Regions from separate parts of the Macaca mulatta genome. Here region 1 is linked to region 2. Evidence: chromatin contacts called from public Hi-C data. All regions are on one chromosome and are shown on one strand. Each heading gives the region's core, a stretch centred on a gene start, on an enhancer-like site or on the middle of the called end of the contact. The rest is flanking DNA. Distances are from core to core; before and after follow the strand shown.

Region 1 (4,352 bases), core at 1,712-4,211, 320 kb before region 2:
GCCACTGCATCCAGCCTATTTACATACTTACTGCCTATATTAGTTAACTTCTCTAAGTCTCGCGTTCAGTTTCGGTAAAATAGAGCTAACGATACCTATGTCATAGTTACTGTGTGTTTATGGAAAGTACAGTACCTTGTACATGGCAAGAGTTCAAACAAATAATAACTGCAATCATTATTATTAGTGTTTATTGATATTGTAACCAAATACTATACTTATCATGTTACAATAAATGTTAGTTGCTATTATAATTATCATTATTATTAAATGCTTTAAAAGCAAAAAAGTCTTACAAGGCTGTCGAAATGAGCTAGGAGTTCGAGGGATAACCTGGTTTCTTGGTGTAGTATTACCGAAACTTTCATCTTGAGATGCCTGAACTGTACAATGAGTTAAGAAAAGTTTTCCATGTAGAAAAGATTAAAATGAGAATTAACCATCTTTTTACTATACAAATTATGTGAATACATTTTTCAAGAACAAGGTATTTTACGGCTACCATTTTTCAATGCAAAGGGTAAATAACCCATTCCTTCTGCCATTTAAATTCTCAGACGTCAGTCTTAGATAACTACACACTGAACTAAATGTTTTTAGTCAGTTTTCAAATAATAAAAATCTCAGCAGAAGCTAACCACAATATGATAGTCAGCAGTAAGAAATATCTTTATTTTTAAGGAAATATAATCTTATTAAATTTTTGCATTATATTTACCTAATGACAGCTCTGTGGAGTGAAAAAAATTTCTACAGGATTTTATTATAGCTAACATTTAATACTCTTATAAAAAGAAAATTCTATAACACTGATTCCAAACATGTTACAATTTTTATAATGATGCTTAAATCGCAAAGGATACTTAAAACTCTTTTTTGAGCACTCTGTTTCCGTGCAGTCCGTGTCACCTCTGCCTCCCGGATTACAGGGGATGATATATCTCCAAAGCCACTCCTAAAGTAGTATAATCAAGCTTATATAAGTGAAACGAGAATATAGCATTTGTAAAGAATTTTATCATCACAGCTGGAGTAAAGGACCCTGAGTAAGTTAAGATATAGGTCATTCCAGTAGCCAAGTCTTGGATCTTTTGCTGAGAATGCACTCGTGGCTCCAAATCCTGCTTATTCTTCAAAGTCTTACTCAAATGTTACCTGCACAAAGATTTCTCTGACTTTCTAGTACTCACTATGTTATTTTCTCCTAAAGAATTATTTCAACACTTGGAATCTATATTATAACACTGTTTTAGGTAATTGCTTCATAAAAGTGAATCTTATTTCCCTGGTTGGATTGAGAAGTTACCTAATTGCAGGAATTCTCTCTTCAAAGATTTTCTGCAGAATCCAAAATGCTTTAAACCATGGGTACTATTAAAAAACAAACAACAACAACCAGACAACAACCACCACCAGACAACAACAACAACCAGAGCTTGTGAGATACAACCACAACAACAAACAGAGCTTGTGAGATAGAAGAGTAAGTAAAAAAATTCTGGTAAATTGTAGCAAAATGACCCTTCAAGTTATTTCAACCAAAGAGGTCTCCTGTCCCATCACAACACTCTGTCAGTTTCACTCAAAGGTCTAGAAACTAAATTGTGTGGACTAAAAGGCCTGTGTTTAAGACAAGAATCTAATATGCTTTTCCTCCACTTAAAACCTTCAGATATTCCTTCAGCAGGAAAGTATGGGAAACAACCCCATAGAAAAAATTTTAAATGTTTAATAATTAAAATTAAAAAACAAAACAAACAAAAAACCTACAGATAGCTCTCTCTGGTTTATAGAAGTGCAAATTTCCTAAAATGATATTTACAATGTGACCCCAGTTTAGGCGTTCAGTCTTCTATTCAGCCACAAACATCACTCTAAACATATACTGCATGTGACCACTGAGCTACATGTACTTTTGTTTTTCATATACTAGCACCTTTGAATATGTTTCTTTTACAAAGACCTACATTTGCCCCCTTGGGCACCTGGTCAACAACTAATTACTCCTCAAAGAGCCTCAGGTAGGCTGGAGACACACAGAGGCAGGTTGGCAATTTGGTTCTTGTATTTATTAGCTTCCTAACTTTCAGCAAATTCCTTAACCTCTTTTAGTCTCAGTATTATACATGAAAAAGGGATAACAGTACCTATCCTCATAGGATTGCTCTTGTTCTGAAGATTAAATAAACTGATAATATATATTCAAAGCCAACAATGGCAGTCATATAGTAGGTACTCAATGTTTGGAGTACGAATAATGTACTATTATTATGCAAAGACCAGCTAGAAAGTTACCGTCTTTGAGAGGTCTTTCTGATAGAGTGACAGGGAGACTTAATCGCCCCCAAACACTTATCACTTTATACCGCTTGGTTGTCTCCACTACACAACTAATTCCCCGAGGTGAAGGATCTTGAATAACTGATCTTTGTTGCAGGCGGCTAGCACAGTACCCAGATCACAGAGGGAACTCAGTATCTGATGCTAGCACTTGTAATCAGAAAGTCTGAGCTGAGATCCCAGTATCTTCACTGACTGGCTTTGTGATCACAGGCTGGTCACTTAGCATTTCGAACGCCGGGCTACCTACCCCGCCCACCCCAGGAGCGATCAGTGTTGCTGCCCCAAAGCGCCGAATAGATCGCAGAACGTAGTGGGAATGTAGGGGACCATTATGATCCGTACCCCACCCGACGCAGGCCAAGCGGCCTTTCCCCATTTGTAGCCAAATTTCCCGGCATGGGGAAGGAGTCTTAGGGGAAGCACCCGGGACCTCCTTGGCTTCTTCTGGGAGTCTAGTTTCACCTATTTCGTTTCGCCAACAGGCGAGAGGGGCAAGGCTTTGGGTTCAGCTGCCATCATCAGAACTGACCTGTCCATGGCTAAAGCCTTTTCCACACAGAATAAATGTCGACTCCAGTTTAGCTACCGCGTTTTACCCTTCCCGCTCTCCGGAAGCAAGCCCTTCGACCCGGAAGCAGTCTCTCCCTAAAATAGCCCCACAGAAAAGGGGTAGGGGAGAAGAAACGACGTTCCCATCTAGCGCATGGGCGACTTCAGCCTACAGGTGCCGGCCCGGTGGGCGCAGGCGCAAAAGCTTGCCAATGTGTGCCTGGCTGGACCAGACAGGGCCGGGGGCGGGACCTGGTTGCGTTTAGCCCAGACGCCTTGCGGCCGCTTTGCCTGACCAACGTCTGTGGGCGTGGAACAGGCCCTGGGTTCTCCTACTGGGAAAAATGAAGCATGTTGATAGTCTGGAAAGACGTGAAGTCATTTCCTGGTATTCTCTGTCAGAAAGCGCCTGTTCTTGGAATTCAGATGCGTGGGCTCTGCCCCACACCTCGGGAATCTCTTATCTCTCTCCCTACACTCAGTCCTTTGTTCTCTAGCCCCCTGCAGTTTTTGAAACTGTTTTCCATAACTGCTATTTGTTCTTTACTTGGTATTCTTTTCTATTAAGGAGAAACAGTTCACCTGTATTAAAAAGTAGAAAGGCAAGCGTAAAACATGATGGTATTGCCCTCTATTTCAAAGTGCCGTCTAGGCAAAAAGTGGTATATTTTGGTCTTGAGGGAGTCAGTCACATTTTTGTTTCGGTTTTTGTTTTTTCCAGTTTGAAAGTAGCGACTGGCTATTAACTGACCAGATTACAAAAATAACGTTAGATGCTTCAGTTTATCCGTTTAATAAGCCTGTTGATATGGTCTTTTCTGTTGCTGGCATTTGTACTTTTTAGTAATACAGAATAGGTAGTCATTCTCCCTCGTGGAGAAGATAATTTGAAGGATCACAGGAACTTGAAGAGTTTTTCAACAGCATAGATCTCATGAATCAGATTCTCCAGTCAGATGATGCCATATTTATCAAGAAATCTATCAATCAAAGAGTTATCTGTTAAGGTAATTTGTTTATTGGTTTTGCCATAACCAATTTGTAGATCAGTTCATTTATTGATTTCAGGTTCAGGTACTCTATGCGATGTATGGTTCCACAATAGTCAGCGTGTTAACTGAAGCCTTGAGTTTAGCAGAGGTGCCATGGAAGATCTGGGGAAAGTGAAGAGGTTTTGACAGACTTTTGGGATCACACCATTGATACCTTAAGGCAAGTGACAATTTGGATTTCACAGGTATATAGAAATTGCCAGCTTTTCTTGTCATATATTCCTTGTGACAGTGCTGAGCTTTTTTCTTCTTCTTCTTCTTGCTTGCTTTTTTTTGGACTTGATTTTTTAAATTATGTTTCCTTCCTTCTTTCCTTCTTTTTTTTTTTTTTTTTTTTTTGAGACAGGGTCTTGCTCTATTGTCCCGGCTCAAGTGCAGTGGCACAGTCATGGCTCACTGCAGCCTTGA
Region 2 (4,742 bases), core at 748-3,247:
AAGGATCATTAGTTGCTTTATAGAGAACAGATTGTAGGCGGGCAGTGTGAATTCAGGGAGACTAACGGGGTGGCTCTCATAGAAGTCTAGGGGAGAGATGCTGGTGGCAGAGGAGTGGGCAGTGCTGATGAGGAGAGGGGCTGGATTTGGTGCATATTTTGAACATAGAGACAAAAGGACTTGCTACTAATGGGTTGGAACGTAAGGTATGAGAGAAGAAGGAAGGCATCAAGCATATGATGCCCTGGTTTCTAGTCCCATCTCTGGTGAAAGGATGATCCATTTACTGAGATGGGAAACAATGAGATGGAAGCAGGTGTGTGTGTGTGTGAGGGGAAGGAGACAGTAATGGAAATCAAGAGTTCCATTTTGGATATAAGAAGGCCAAGTAAGAATTTCACACCTAAGCAAGGATTTCTAGTCGGGAGCTTAGGGGAAGAGGATGGGCAGGGAGATTTTATCTGGCAGATTATCGGCATAGAGAGAATGTAGAGGAGATGGTCTCAGGAGTGACATGTAGATGGCCAGGAGGTCTGAGGACGGAGACTGAGCCCTCCAATATGGATTGGTTGGGAAGAGGAGAAGGATGCAACATGGGAGAACAAAGGAGCAGCCAGTAGACTAGAAGAAAACTAGGAAAGAATGCAGTGATTGGAAGCCAAGGGCAGAGGTTAGTTCAAGAGAAAGGAAGTGCTCCTTCTCTCTTTGTACACAGAAACACTCACATGCATATATACATATGCACACACATATTTTTACATGAGACTATGTCCATTTTTATATAAGTGTAGGGCTTTTCATTTATTATGGTGACTTTTTTATGCCCTTAAAAGCCTTCCAAAAGATTATTTTGAATGGCTTTAGTCTATACTTGTAGATGTAACCTTAGAAGGAACAACCTTGTATATACATTTTACGTTTCTTTAGATTAAATTCTTGAAGTGGAATTACTGTGAATATGAAGGCTTTTGGTATCTGTTGTCAAAGTGCCTTTCAGAGAGGTTGTACCAAGGTTGTACACTCTGCCAGCAGTCAACTGAAACCAAGCATTTGGCAAGCACTATTAGCATTAAAACTATATATATGTGTGTGTGTGTATATATATACGTAATTTTTAAATATATATAAAGAGAAAACTAGATAACATCGCGCACACACACACACATATGTATGGATATATATGTGTCTATATATGCCTGTGTATGTATATGTGTATGTGCAATGCTATCTAGTTTTCTCCACTTGCATGACTTGATTACTGGAGGTTGAACAAGTTTCAACGTAAGGCTGCTTGTGTGCGGTCTGAGTGGTGAACAAGTTGATCTGGCACCTACACCCCCTTAAGTATGAAAAAAATGAGTGTAAACATCCCCCAAGTCAGTCATTCAGGGCATGAGGGCTGCGGAGGAGGAGGAAAGCTGGTTCTGAGCTAGTTTCTCAGTGGGGGTGGAGTAGATCTTTGTCAGCAGTGAAGGAGCCGGTGTGGTTCCCACAGCTTGCAGTGCCTCCTCCCTTCCCGGCCCGACTTCCTGTGGGCCCAGCCTGGGAGAGAGCGTGGTCACCAAGAGGCAAGAAGCAGCCCTTCTCAGCTGCACCAGCCCCGATGTGATAGGTGGTGAAGTCTGTGTTGCCCTGTGAACCGCAGCCCACATTGCCCAACTCGGCAACAAACACGAGCCATGGGGCCCAGGCCGACTGCCCCACATACAGTGTCCTTTGCTGCCTGGGTGGAGCCTTTTCGGTCTGAGAGGCCGGGCCTCTGCAGAGAGACCTTCGGAATCCTCCCTACGGCCTGGCGGGGCCTCTGTCCAGCTGAAGCGGAAAGACCCTGTGTGCTGTGAAACTGCAGCAGGGCAGCATCCTTCTGTTGCTCTGGGGCGTGGCAAAGGGCGATTGCACCACCTTGTTAGGCTGTGGGTGTGGAAATCGACAACACTGAGGCGATAGAAATCTTAAAAGAATGTGTGGGACATAAAGATAGGCCAAAAATGAGGATTGTGGCAATCTTGTGTGTAATATTTCTCATTTCATCACTGTACCAACTGCAATGGAACTCAAAAGAAAAAAGAAAGCACCACAACCCTTTGCTTTCTGGGTAGCACAGACACCTGTAATATTTTCTATGGTCGCCAAGGAGGAATTCCTGAGAGACTGCAATTAGCACAGGCCCAGAGTCGTCAAGTCCAAAGGAAAGGATTCTGTGAGAAGTTAAAACTGCAAGATGAAAAATGTTCAATAGAGATGGCGCTGATATTGTTTCTTCAGATGTTTTTCTTTTTGTATTTATAAAATATTTCCATTGTAAAGCATTCAATTAATGAAGAATGGTGTAAAGTAAAAGCTAGTCTTCCCTCACTCCCTCAAACCTCACTCCCACTTGCTAACAGTTTGGTGTGTGTTTTCCAGTGCTTTTATTATGCAATTATGAACATTTATATAAGAGTATAGTACATAACCCATGTATAGTCTGTTTATCATGCTGCTAGCATACAGTTAGTGTTCAATAATATATGCCCACACATATAATTTAAAAACTGAAAATGAGATTATGCTATGCAAATTCTGCAACTTGTTTTAAGTTTTATTTAAATGCAATTTCTCTTTGTCTTTTTGGCAGGTAGTTTAGTTTCATAAAGACAAAAAATCAAAAACTTTTTCCAGCCAAGGACTACCAGGTAGATGAATTCATTCGACTATTATTTGTTGCATGCCAATGATGCATCAGGTTTTGCTCAAGGAGCTGGGAATGAATGAAATAACAATCCTCACCCTCATGGAACTGACATTTTGGTGGAGGGAGGCAGGCAATAAACATGTTTAATAAGTGGATTGTCAGATGTTGATAGCAGAGCAGATAGCAGAGCATGTTGGGGATGGTTAGGGAAGGTCTCCCTGAAAAAGTGACACTTGAGCCAAGGTCTGGAGACCGAAGGGGTAATGTCACATGGCTATCTGAGGAAGGGTGTGTCAGGGAAAATGAACAGAATGTACAAGAGCCCTGAGGACGGAGGTGCCTTCCTCAGAAACAGTAAACAGGCAATGTGGCTGGGTAATGGTGAGAGAAGGGAGGACAGATGGGGTGATTGGAAAGGACCGGTGGGGCCTTGTAGGCCATTTGGAGGTCCTGGGCTTTTAGTCTGAGGGGGATAGCCTGTTCCTGGGGGCATGGAGCAGAGCAGCCTCATGATGTGATGCATGTTTTCACATGAGCACCCCAGCTGCTGTGGAGAGTAGACTCTCTCAGGCAAGGGCAGAGGTAGGGATGCCAACTGGGCGGCCATGGTGGTGATGAAGCAGAGGAGTGATGGTGAACGTTGGGCTGGGGCATTGGCAGTACAGGTGGGGACGCTGTTGGATTCTGGGTACACTCACAAGGTAGAGACAATAGGATTTGCTGATGGAACAGATGTGGGATAGGAGACAAAGTGCAAAGTCAAAGATGACTATCAGGACCTAGCAATGCATGGAATGTTCCTAATGAGAGCTTTATTCATTAGTCAATGCAAGAAATAAACAACATGAGAGTATGGATGACAAGAGACATCAGAACATGGAGATCTGGAGGGCCATTATAGACCCTCTTTTCCTCTATTTTTGCCTCCACAGTATCATGTGCTATGCCACATGTGTGTCTCCTCCATACCGGCACCTCTCAATCCTCACCCTGGGAAACCCCCAATGGCAGAGGAGAACAAACTATGAATCCCAGCTGTCTGGGCCAGAGCTCATGGGGCCCATTACAAGCATGGCATTACATTAATACCTTGTACTAACAAAATCCATGTTAATGCTGGATTCTGCTCCAGAATATCTACATGTTCATTTTGATATATTCATTACCGATAATTAAGTAAAATTGTTGGTCTTGTATGATGGGCCCTTGACGTACAGCAAGAATCCCTGGGGAGATACAAGGCTTGGAGATGTTTGGCCCATGCTTTTCCTATTGTATGTGCAGGAATACTGCCTCCCAAGAAGAGCCCACTTATTCGTGGGTTGCCTGGTCCCTGATGCACCTCTGCACTTCCAGGACCATGCTGTATACCTGCACTGAGATGAGCAGGCAACCGGATCAGTCACAATACCGAATGAATTTCTCAGCAGCTTGGGCTCTTCCATCTCTACACTGTAGTACAGGCGCTTTCTTACACATTGAAGTAGATTTTTCTTCCTTCCTTTTACCTTAGAACATTCTACTCATCCTTGGGTTTTTAAACCCGTTAAAGCTTTTCTCAAATTTCATATCCTGTTCATGATGCCTTATGTTAACACTCAAAGTGATAACTTGTTTCAATTAATCCTTAGAGCACTTACTTTCTTTGAGGACCATCATATATATTGGGAAGACAAAGCTTGAGTCAGAAGAGCAGCGCCTTGGAATCAGACTACTTTGGTTTAAATGCAGGCTCTGCCATGACCATCTGTGTGATTTTAGGCAACTTTCTTCACCTCGAAGCCTATAAAATGGAGTTCAAAGTGGAACTGGAAGGATGATTAAGTGAAATGGACACGTGAAGCACCTAGCACAGTGCACAGCCATTTGATAAATATTGTCTCTTCCCCCTTAACCTCTTAATTTGGTACTTTTAAGTATTCTACTTGTATGGTTCCATCTTTTGAATTTTTATGTGTTTTAGTTCTCTAACTAGACAATAAACTCTTAGAGTTTGGAAACCACATTTTATATTTCTTGACATCCCTGAAACATCCATCACAGTTCCTTGAATGTGGGAGATGATTAA

What was found. Hi-C and Micro-C count contacts between places; a contact is called where the count stands out from the background.
Region 1: a Hi-C map of CD4 T cells shows a contact between it and region 2, with 3 times the contacts expected there. The contact joins the promoter of NUP107 here to the enhancer-like site in region 2. A contact is called at or near these places in 4 of 14 Hi-C or Micro-C datasets (CD4 T cells, blood, cortical neurons and 1 more).

What each region holds. Positions count from the first base shown.
Region 1 is chr11:75,809,220-75,813,571 of T2T-MMU8v2.0, reverse strand. NUP107 (nucleoporin 107) reads right to left here and starts at 2,961. Exons shown (of 28, transcript NM_001261486.1): 1 at 2,873-2,961; 2 at 864-955; 3 at 297-383. The coding sequence starts at 2,880.
Region 2 is chr11:75,484,281-75,489,022 of T2T-MMU8v2.0, reverse strand. No RefSeq gene overlaps it. Among named protein-coding and RNA genes, the nearest start is that of MDM1, 34 kb to the right of the region's middle. Within about 2 kb of position 1,997, at least 20 of the 40 cell types and tissues checked have an H3K27ac peak or open chromatin away from gene starts, as enhancers often do. A contact at or near this core is called in CD4 T cells, blood and cortical neurons, where this site is marked.